Regions from separate parts of the Macaca mulatta genome. Here region 1 is linked to region 2. The links are chromatin contacts, called in public Micro-C maps. All regions are on one chromosome and are shown on one strand. Each heading gives the region's core, a stretch centred on a gene start, on an enhancer-like site or on the middle of the called end of the contact. The rest is flanking DNA. Distances are from core to core; before and after follow the strand shown.

What was found. A called contact is a pair of places that touch in the nucleus more often than the background predicts.
Region 1: a contact with region 2 is called in a Micro-C map of CD4 T cells, with 14 times the contacts expected there. The contact joins two enhancer-like sites. A contact is called at or near these places in 7 of 14 Hi-C or Micro-C datasets (CD4 T cells, blood, fetal cortex germinal zone and 3 more).

What each region holds. Positions count from the first base shown.
Region 1 is chr12:102,314,091-102,318,905 of T2T-MMU8v2.0, forward strand. It overlaps the pseudogene LOC697644. Among named protein-coding and RNA genes, the nearest start is that of SF3B1, 63 kb to the right of the region's middle. Within about 2 kb of position 1,726, at least 11 of the 40 cell types and tissues checked have an H3K27ac peak or open chromatin away from gene starts, as enhancers often do. A contact at or near this core is called in CD4 T cells, where this site is marked.
Region 2 is chr12:102,049,476-102,053,916 of T2T-MMU8v2.0, forward strand. The region is part of intron 8 of ANKRD44 (ankyrin repeat domain 44); the gene reads right to left. Among named protein-coding and RNA genes, the nearest start is that of PGAP1, 180 kb to the left of the region's middle. Within about 2 kb of position 1,791, at least 4 of the 40 cell types and tissues checked have an H3K27ac peak or open chromatin away from gene starts, as enhancers often do. A contact at or near this core is called in CD4 T cells, where this site is marked.

The DNA.
Region 1 (4,815 bases), core at 476-2,975, 260 kb after region 2:
CTTTGGGAGGCTGAGGCGGGCAGATCACTGGAGGTCAGGAGTTTGACACCGGCCTGACCAACATGGTGAAACCCCATCTTTACTAAAAATACAAAAATTAGCAAGGTGTGGTGGGACAGGCCTGTAATTCCAGTTACTTGGGAGGCTGAGGCAGGAGAATCCCTTGAGCCTGGGAGGTGGAGGTTGCAGTGAGCCGAGATGGCACCATTTCACTCAAGCCTGGGTGACAAAAGCATAACTCTGACTCAAAAAAAAAAAATCTTCCTCTGAGAAGTACAAGCAGAACCTAACAGTACTGGAGGCAGAAGTCTAAACACAAACACACTGAGAAGATAGAAAGCTTCATGTAATGTGCTATACAGTGCTAGAAAGGAGAACATGAGGGAATTCCCGCTGAACTATACTAGGACTCCTAGACTAAGGCGGGGACAGACATCAGAGAGCCTTAGGATACCCTGCAGACCTCTTCTGTACTCCTGGTTTCAAGGTGACCATGTGGACTGAGGGCCAAATTACTGCCAATCAGATCCAGCCCGCCTGTATGTCTCTTACCTGTGCAAACCCATGGGCAACCACAGGGACTCCTCCCTCTTTTCTTTCCCCTGCTCTCCTTTGCATAGCTTTAAATAATGGAAAAGTAGCAGAGTCCCTGAAGTTAGATATGGGATAGTACATGTTTCTGAATGCACATTCCCCATGGAGTATATTTATGGGACAATAGGGTGTCATATATGACTTAGAAACTCCCCTAGAGAACTAAGATGTGAACAGGCCAGAGATGTTCCTTCCATTCCACGTGCGTGTGCCAAGCACCTGCTGCCACACACCAGGCCTGCACTGGGCACTGGACATAGAAAGGGGCAGAAAGCATGAGCCTGGGCCCCCAAGGGTTCATGCCATAATGGTGGGGCAAGGAGGATTTTGGTTCTGGCCATTTGCTTTCATTATTATCTCCACTGCTTTCATTGGTTTTTTGGGTTTTTTGTTTTGGTTTGGTTTGGTTTGGTTTGAGATGGAGTCTCGCTCGCGGCTCACTGCAACCTCTGCCTCTTGGATTGATGTGATTCTTGTGCCTCAGCCTCCTGTAGCTGGGATTACAGGCCCGTGCCACCACACCCAGCTAATTTTTGTATTTTTAGTAGAGACAGGGTTTTATCATGTTGGCCAGACTGCTGTTGAACTCCTGACCTCAAATGATCCGCCAGCCTCAGTCTCCGAAAGTGCTGGGATTACCGGAGTGAGTCGCCATGCCTGGCCTAGGTTTTTATTATTATTATTATTATTATTTACTATGTCTTTTTTTTTTCCAGGATGATGGGGGTGAGAGGACAATAGCCCCAGCATCTGGTCATAATTTGTAAATCTCGACATTCTCCCTAACACCAGCTGGAAATACTTCATGCTCTAGCATCATGGCAAACAATAAGCATCCATCTTATTTCAAGACTGTGATAAAATGAAAGAGATGGTTATTTGCCTTATTTTTTGTCTTTTTTTTTTTTCCTTTTATAAAAACAGTAAGTTGTTTGCAGTGCCTTAAAAGAATACTACTTTAATAAAAGCCAGCCTTTACCTTAAAGTCTTTATTCAACAGTGAGGTTTGTCAGATACCAAGGGCTGGTTTCTTCTGAAAATCATTAAAGGTCTGGCTCCGAAGGTGTGCAAGCCACAATTAACCGGGGCCAGCCTTTGTTTTCCTAGGCTCTGCTGCCCCCTGTCAGAAGCTAAGAATGTTACAGGAAATAGAATATTTTGAACAAAGGTTTTCACAGAACAGCAGTTTTACGCTCTTACCAGGTGATGAAATAGAATACTCTCCCACCTTGTGAATGAAGACCAAAGAATTATTTGCTTAAAAATATGCCTATTTGCTTGGCTGCTTAGACGTTCTTGCACAACTCCCAGCAGTAATCACCTGTCTGAAATAATTCAGGCAGCGGCTGTCATTCACTGAGTCCATCTGCACATATACAGGGAGCAGCAGACGGATGCTGGGGGCGTGAGGGTGAGTTGTGTGTCCATCCCACGTCGTCACGCTGTTCACAGACCATCGGGGAAGACGAGTGAACAGACGACTTCCACGTCGTAGAGCGAGGGAGAAGTGTGTGTGCCCCAGGTGCTGGGGAAGCACACAATGCAGCACCTTCGCCAGAGATGTCCTAATGAAGTCGAAGGAGTCCATTCTCAAAGAACTAGTGGGGACCACCCAGCTGAAGGGGAAGCAAAGGGCTTTTCTGAATAGTGGCAACTGCATGTGCCAAGGCAGAGGCCCCTGGAAGAGGGTGGCAAGTTCTGGCAATAGCAAGAGGGGACTGAATTATGTGGTGGTCCTACTCTGAACACCCCAGCTGCTACTCTGCTGCCTGGCAACTGGTGGTCCCCAGGCTACTTCATCTCCCATTGCCTCAGTGTATGGCCAGGTCAGAGGCCAAGACAAAGGCAAGGAAAAGGGACCCTAGAGGGGCATCCAAGGCACACTAAAGTGCTGGCAGTTGCCTTGTGTCCTGCATGCATCCTTTTTTTTTTTTTTTTTTTTTTTACTTTATTAAAATACTGAGTTTTGTTTCACATGTATATTTTTGTCTCCCCACCATTTCCATGTCTGACCACTGCTACTACTATGTCCTATCATAACATTCCATACACACTTAAAACCAAGCAAAGGGTGGAGCCCCATCTTTAAAAACTAAACAGGCATTTTGGACAACACATTCTTGACAACACTTATCAAACATGGTAGGGAAAGTTCTCACTCTGCATTATAAAAACGACAGCCAGATATCAACTATTACAGAAATGAAATAAGACGGAAAATTTTTAACAAATTGTTTAAACTATTTTCTTAAAGAGACTTCCTCCACTGCCAGAGATCTTGAATAGCCTCCCGCTCAGTCGTACGGAAGCAATTCTTCACATAATTGATGAACTTGGCTTCCACTCTGCGAAGAAAGCCACCTTTTTCTATACTTGCTTGCATTTTTGCTTTAATGTCTTCTACAGAACTAGGTCTTTTTGGTGTTTTAGGAATTTTTTCCAGTTTTTTGAAGGATTCTTGTCCTTTTGATCTTGGTGTTGATGATGGTTTTGAGTCTTTTCCATTCTGATTTGACTTCTATGCATTTTTGGCTCGAGTATCTCAAATAGATTTTTTCACTGGTGCTTTTTCTTCAGCTTCCTCATCATCAAAATCATCATCTTCTTCGTCATCATTATCTTCATCATCATCTTCAGCAGCAGCAAGTTTTACTTTTTTCTGTGGAACCTTGCTACCACTTCCAGGGGCAGACCACTTTCCTGATATACTTAAGAGTTTCACATCCTCCTCCTCTTCATCTTCTGACTCTGCATCTTCCTCCACAGCTACTAAGTGCTGTCCACTAATATGCACTGGACCTGAACCACACTTCAACCTTAAGACCACTGGTGGTGTGATTTCAAAGCCCCCAAGGGAAACCGTTGGCTGTACAGACATTTTCTTTTTTCGTTTTTGTTTTTGTTTTCGTTTGTTTTTTTTGAGACAGGGTCTTGCTCTGTTACCCAGGCTGGAGTGTAGTGGTGCAATCTCGGCTCACTGCACGCTCCGCCTCCCGGGTTCACGCCATTCTCCTGCCTCAGCCTCCCGAGAAGCTGGGACTGCAGGCGCCCGCCACCACGCCTGGCTAATTTTTTTTGTATTTCTAGTAGAGACGGGGTTTCACCATGTTAGCCAGGATGGTCTCGATCTCCTGACCTCGTGATCCGCCCGCCTTGGCCTCCCAAAGTGCTGGGATTTACAGGTATGAGTCACCGCAGACATTTTCAAAGTTGCCAGTGTTACTTGATTTGGACTACCTTCGTAATTCATTGCCTCTGCTTCAACAACGTACAATTCATCCTCTGCACCAGCCCCTAAACTGACCGTTCTTAAACAACTGGTGCTCGTTTTCATCATTATCCACCTTAAAGTGATCATCTTTGTCGGCCTTTAGTTCACAACCGAAAAGACTGTTTTGGGGCCTCGGGGGGCTCATGTCCACATCCATCGTGTCTTCCATCAGGTGGCGGCGGGCACTTCGGTGGGAGAGAAGGCGGACGGAGATAAACCGACGCTGCCCCACAGAATAGCCGCGTAGGACAGAATCATACCAGGAATGTTCTGTGTGCATTCTGTCCACATCCACAAGAGTTCAAATATTTTGCTATCTGGCCGGGCGCAGTGGCTCACGCCTGCAATTCCAGCACTTTAGGTAGCTGAGGTAGGTGGATCACTTGAGCCCAGGAGATAGAGACCAGCCTGGCCAACATGGCAAAACCCCATCTCTAAAAAAACACAAAAATTACCTGAGCATGGTGGTATGTGCCTGTAAGTCCCACCTACTCAGGAGGCTGAGGTGGGAGAATCAGCCGACCGAGCCCAGGAGGTTGAGGCTGCAGTGAGCCGAGATCATGCCACTGCACTCCAGCCTGAGCAACAGAGTGAGAACTTGTCTCAAAATATATATATGTGGGGGGGGGGGGGGGCACACACGCTAACTGAGGACACTATCTCAAAACCTGAAGAGAAAGGGCATCACTAAATAGCCAACAGAGATTTGGACATAATCAGAGCTACTGTTCACAAAATGACACAAGGAAACACCAAGCAGGGAGTAAACAGTGATCATCTGTGGGATTTGAAAACTCGACCTCCAGGAAACACCTAGATTGATTGCTCATAAAACTATTTCCTCTGCCCAGCTGCCCAACGTCTGGGAAGTGAGGAGCGCCTCTGCCTGGCTGCTGTGCAACCCTCCAAGTGTGAAGTGACAGCCTTGTGTGTGATATTTCTGCCCTCCC
Region 2 (4,441 bases), core at 541-3,040:
TCACTTCACTCAACTCATTAGAAGTTACAGGACTAAGGCATGCAACTTTTTAGGAAATTGCCTTTTGAATGATCAGCTGGGAATGTGTGCTGAATTCATGTATTTCTTACTATTCATGATAGAAATTATGAAAGTTCCTGACAGAGATTAAGCCAAAACACAGAAAATGTACAACATCTATATACCAATCATCATTATACTAAATACCAAGGTACCACATATGTAACTAAGAAATAGTAATTTACAGAATTTATTCTGAAAATAGGCCCAAAAGAAAATATTACTGTTATTTTAGAATAAAAGTATCTCCAATAGAGAGAATGTATTTTCATCCAAGTATTGTTATCAAAAAAATCTATGTAACATTTTTCTAAGTCTCAGAGGAAACATTTCTCTAAGTTTGAGGTTAAAATACGAGGTTTTAAAAAATGCATGTTCATTTTGTGATGAAATCCAAATATCTGTACTTTAAAATGACTGTTTTAAAAACTCCATCTTGGAAAACAAATAATAATTTAGATAAGTATTTCTTAGAGTGGACTGAGGACTGCCTACGTCTGAATCACCCAGGATTCTTGCTAGAAATATGAATTCTGGGCCAGGCACGGTGGCTCACGCCTGTAATCCCAGCACTTTGGAGGGCCGAGGCGGGAGGATCATGAGGTCAGGAGATAGAGACCATCCTGGCTAACATGGTGAAACCCCGTATCTACTAAAAATACAAAAAATTAGCCAGGTGTGGTGGTGGGCATCTATAGCCCCAGCTACTAGGGAGGCTGAGGCAGGAGAATGGCATGAACCCAGGAGGCGGAGCTTGCAATGAGCCGAGATTGCACCACTGCACTCCAGCCTGGGTGACAGAGCGAGACTCCATCTCAAAAAAAAAAAAAAGAAAAAAGAAAAAGAAATATGAATTCTGTACCTCTGTACCTTAACCCTGAACTACAATTGGGGTAAGAGGGTCCCATTTTTAGCCCCTGCTTTGGACTGTGGGCTAAAATAGGTTATAAAACCAAGGTTTTAACACAAGAATTTTATTATATTCTATAAGTCTATTTCTTAGAAATAAAAAAGGGATTACACATAGTCTGTGCCAAGAAAAAAAATTTAATTAGAACAGTAAGTTCATCTTAATTGAAAAAAAAAAAAAGCATATATCATTGTAATTCAATGTTCTCAGGTAGATGTGGGAAGAAAAGAAATAATAGGATCTTCTCTCCATCTTATATGAGTATAACCTGAATCAGAACAGACTGAGAAAGGAGAGTTGAAGCTTGATAATACTTTTAGAGGAAAAACAGGAGCAGTCAAGAGAATAAGATACAACACCATCGCTGACCATGAGACACACCGGGAAGGAGAGCTCCTAAAAGTTATCTGATTCCAGAGCTAGGCCTTAGTTGTCAGGACTGCACACAGTTCTAAGGACTGAAACACCTGGGAACTACTTTGGAATAAGGATTTAAAACACCTGCTTCCAATTAAAAAGTGATGCCACTTCAAGATAAATAACTAAGGAGAAAGAAGGCAGAAATTGTGGAGTTGGCATTAACTTGTCCCTAGGTGGAGCTATTTCTTTAAATTTTGCTCCAGTGCTTCCTCTTAATATGAAACCATAAGTAATTATTAATTAAATATATCTAAAGCTATAAATACTTCAGCATTTATAAAATATCTTCACACTATTTAGCTAAGCAATTTTCCATGCCTAGAAAGGAGCTTAAAGGCTTTACCAAGGGGTAACCACCAACTTGGTGGTAGCTATCTAAGTTGCAGGCAGAGAGACAAAGCAGAAGTGATCTCTGAAGTGTGTGGTGGGCAAAGCCAGTCCCATTTCAGGGATAGCAAACACCACAACCTTCTTTTCTCTGAGAGTGTTTGTGCCTTTGGTAAAGGGACAAGCAAATGGAGATGACCAAAGTTAGGTAAAATGCAAAGAACAGCCATATGATCAGTGGTGACAATTGCTTTGCATCCATATTCGCATATCTTTGCCTGGATTCATTTATAGCCAGAGTCCAGGCTACAGCTGATATTTTTTTCTTCACATAGGGAAACAGGTAGATAAGGTGGGGAAATTGGGACAGGAAGCATTAAGAGTATCATGGCAGCCATTTTGGGGCAGCTTTGTTCATATGATATGCGTGTAAAGGGAGCTCATTATTTCAAAAAGCTATTGAAAACCAATGAAACTCAAAAGGGTAATACTTTTTATTTAGCCCTTAAAAGTTAGAACTCAGAATATTAAAATTGAGACTAGGGAACCCTACTGAGTTTCATGATCTGAGAAATTGAAATTTATCATGCAGGGGTCCTGGCTGTTGCTACTATTCCTAGAACTGCACACAAAGATAAAACATTCCTTGCATTCTCAAAAGAGAGAATATGTGTAATTCTTCCATCTATTCAAAGCTTTTATGAAAATCTTTTTCTTAATTTCTAGTCTCCCTCCAATTTTCTAGCTACATTTTCCCATAGAATTTAGGGCTTTGAAATTTTTGTTATTTTGATAATCCATTTAATTAAGCAAGAAGCGCTTCTATTGAGTTAGGCATAATCAAGTCATAAAGGAAAAGTACTGAGGATTAAAATATTTTATGACAGATATTAGTACTCTTTCAGGGCAGAACTCAGCATTGCCTAAGGAAGATTAATCTTTGAACTAAAAGGAGTGTTTATATTTTCTTGACCACCAGTCTCCTCAGAAATCTGTTCTTTTTTTCCTTTATTCCTAATGCCTTCTTTCCTCATCTTCCAATATCCCATATACCTTCCCTAAATTTACAGACATTGTTACTCCCCAGGGTATTGAAAGCATAATGTTCTTTGTGGCATGGTACACCCCTGGGGTCACGCAGCTCAGTGGCCCTACTACAGAGCCATAAAGCCTCTATGGGATAACACTAAGTCCAACCTGGGGTTAGGGGTGGGGTCAAATAAGGTGAGAAACCCAATAAGTCTTCCTAATTCAATGGAAGAGCCATCTAAAATACTGGTGTGAAAAAGCCATACATAGTCCAATTTATTTTGTTTTGTTTCATATGGTTCTATGGGCAAGAGAGACGGAATGTGGTTGGCTCACTCATTCCTCTCCTTTTCCCCACTTCTCCAAAGTTCTAAGTACTCTGTCCCTATCACTGCCTACTCTTGCCTATTCCAGTTTTCACCTTCAACTTCTCCAACACAACCTATTCCATAATTTGGTCCTGGTACATACAGAGAAGGGAACTGATCCACTTCAAGCAGACATGTTTCAACTCCCATCTCTTAGAGCTAAATGATCTAAGAGCCCACAGATAGAAAAGAACTGAGACCATGCACAGGCTAAATGTCAGTGACCAGGAGGTAGACAACCTGGCAATGGCAATTTCTGAGTCTGTCTTTCTAAGTCGTATCCAGCACAGCTCTATGTCTAGTGCCTTCTTTAACGCTTACTTTGAAAGCTTACTAAAAGAGCCTTGAGATGCTACAGAAATTACAATGTGGTCTCTAATGGGGAAGAAAAAATATTTTATACTTTCTCATGTTCTACCTATTTACAAATTACAAGTAAACCATCAGTGGATTATTGTATCAGTAAAGTATATCTTTATTTTATCACAATTAAACTCATATTATGAAGTCAAAAAACAGAGCCAGAGTCAATCAATCTAAGTAAAATGAGGAACTGTGAAATGCAGGCTGAACACACATCCCTCCTCCTCTTCCCATCCATCTTTTAATTGCTCATGAAGACATAACTTTTACTGTTTTGTGAGAATAGAGAAAAACAAAGTGAACATGTGGGTAGGTACTGGCTGCATTTCAATATGCTATTTCCCTCAACCTTTGGAAAATCTAAACAAATACAAATTGTCTTGCAATCTACAAACACTTTCAAAATCCAAGGAGCAATGTGGTACAGGGAGATAACAACTTTAATTAGACAGCTACCTCCAGAGTCAGACAGGATGGCTCTACGGAAATGTTAGATGATCCATGCATCCAGAGTGGATCTGGAATAACTAAGGAGGGTTCAAAGAGAATTAGGAAATCGGAGGATACAAACAGAATAGATGAAGGGAGACTGAGAATGAAGGCTAGATTTGATTCAAAATCCTATTTACACAGATTCAATCATAATGAACCCAAATCTCAGAGTTTTAAAATGGCATTTCTTATATTCGAGTTATGATTAGCAGTCCACAGGCAAAAAATAAATATTAAAACTAAGGAATTATGCTTTTCAGCTCCATTTGTGGAAGGGAAGAAGGGGCTGTAAAAACCAATGTATCACAGCAGTTGAAGTCCCTTCTCCAATCTGAACTGACCACTGGTCAGTTAACTGGAAGCAGCAGGCAGCTGTGCCAGAGAGTAGCCTTCTAGCCTCAGGTCTTGGGTGCACCAAGAGCATCGGTGGCATGTTTTACAGATGGAATGAAGCGCATCAGACAACCCCGTG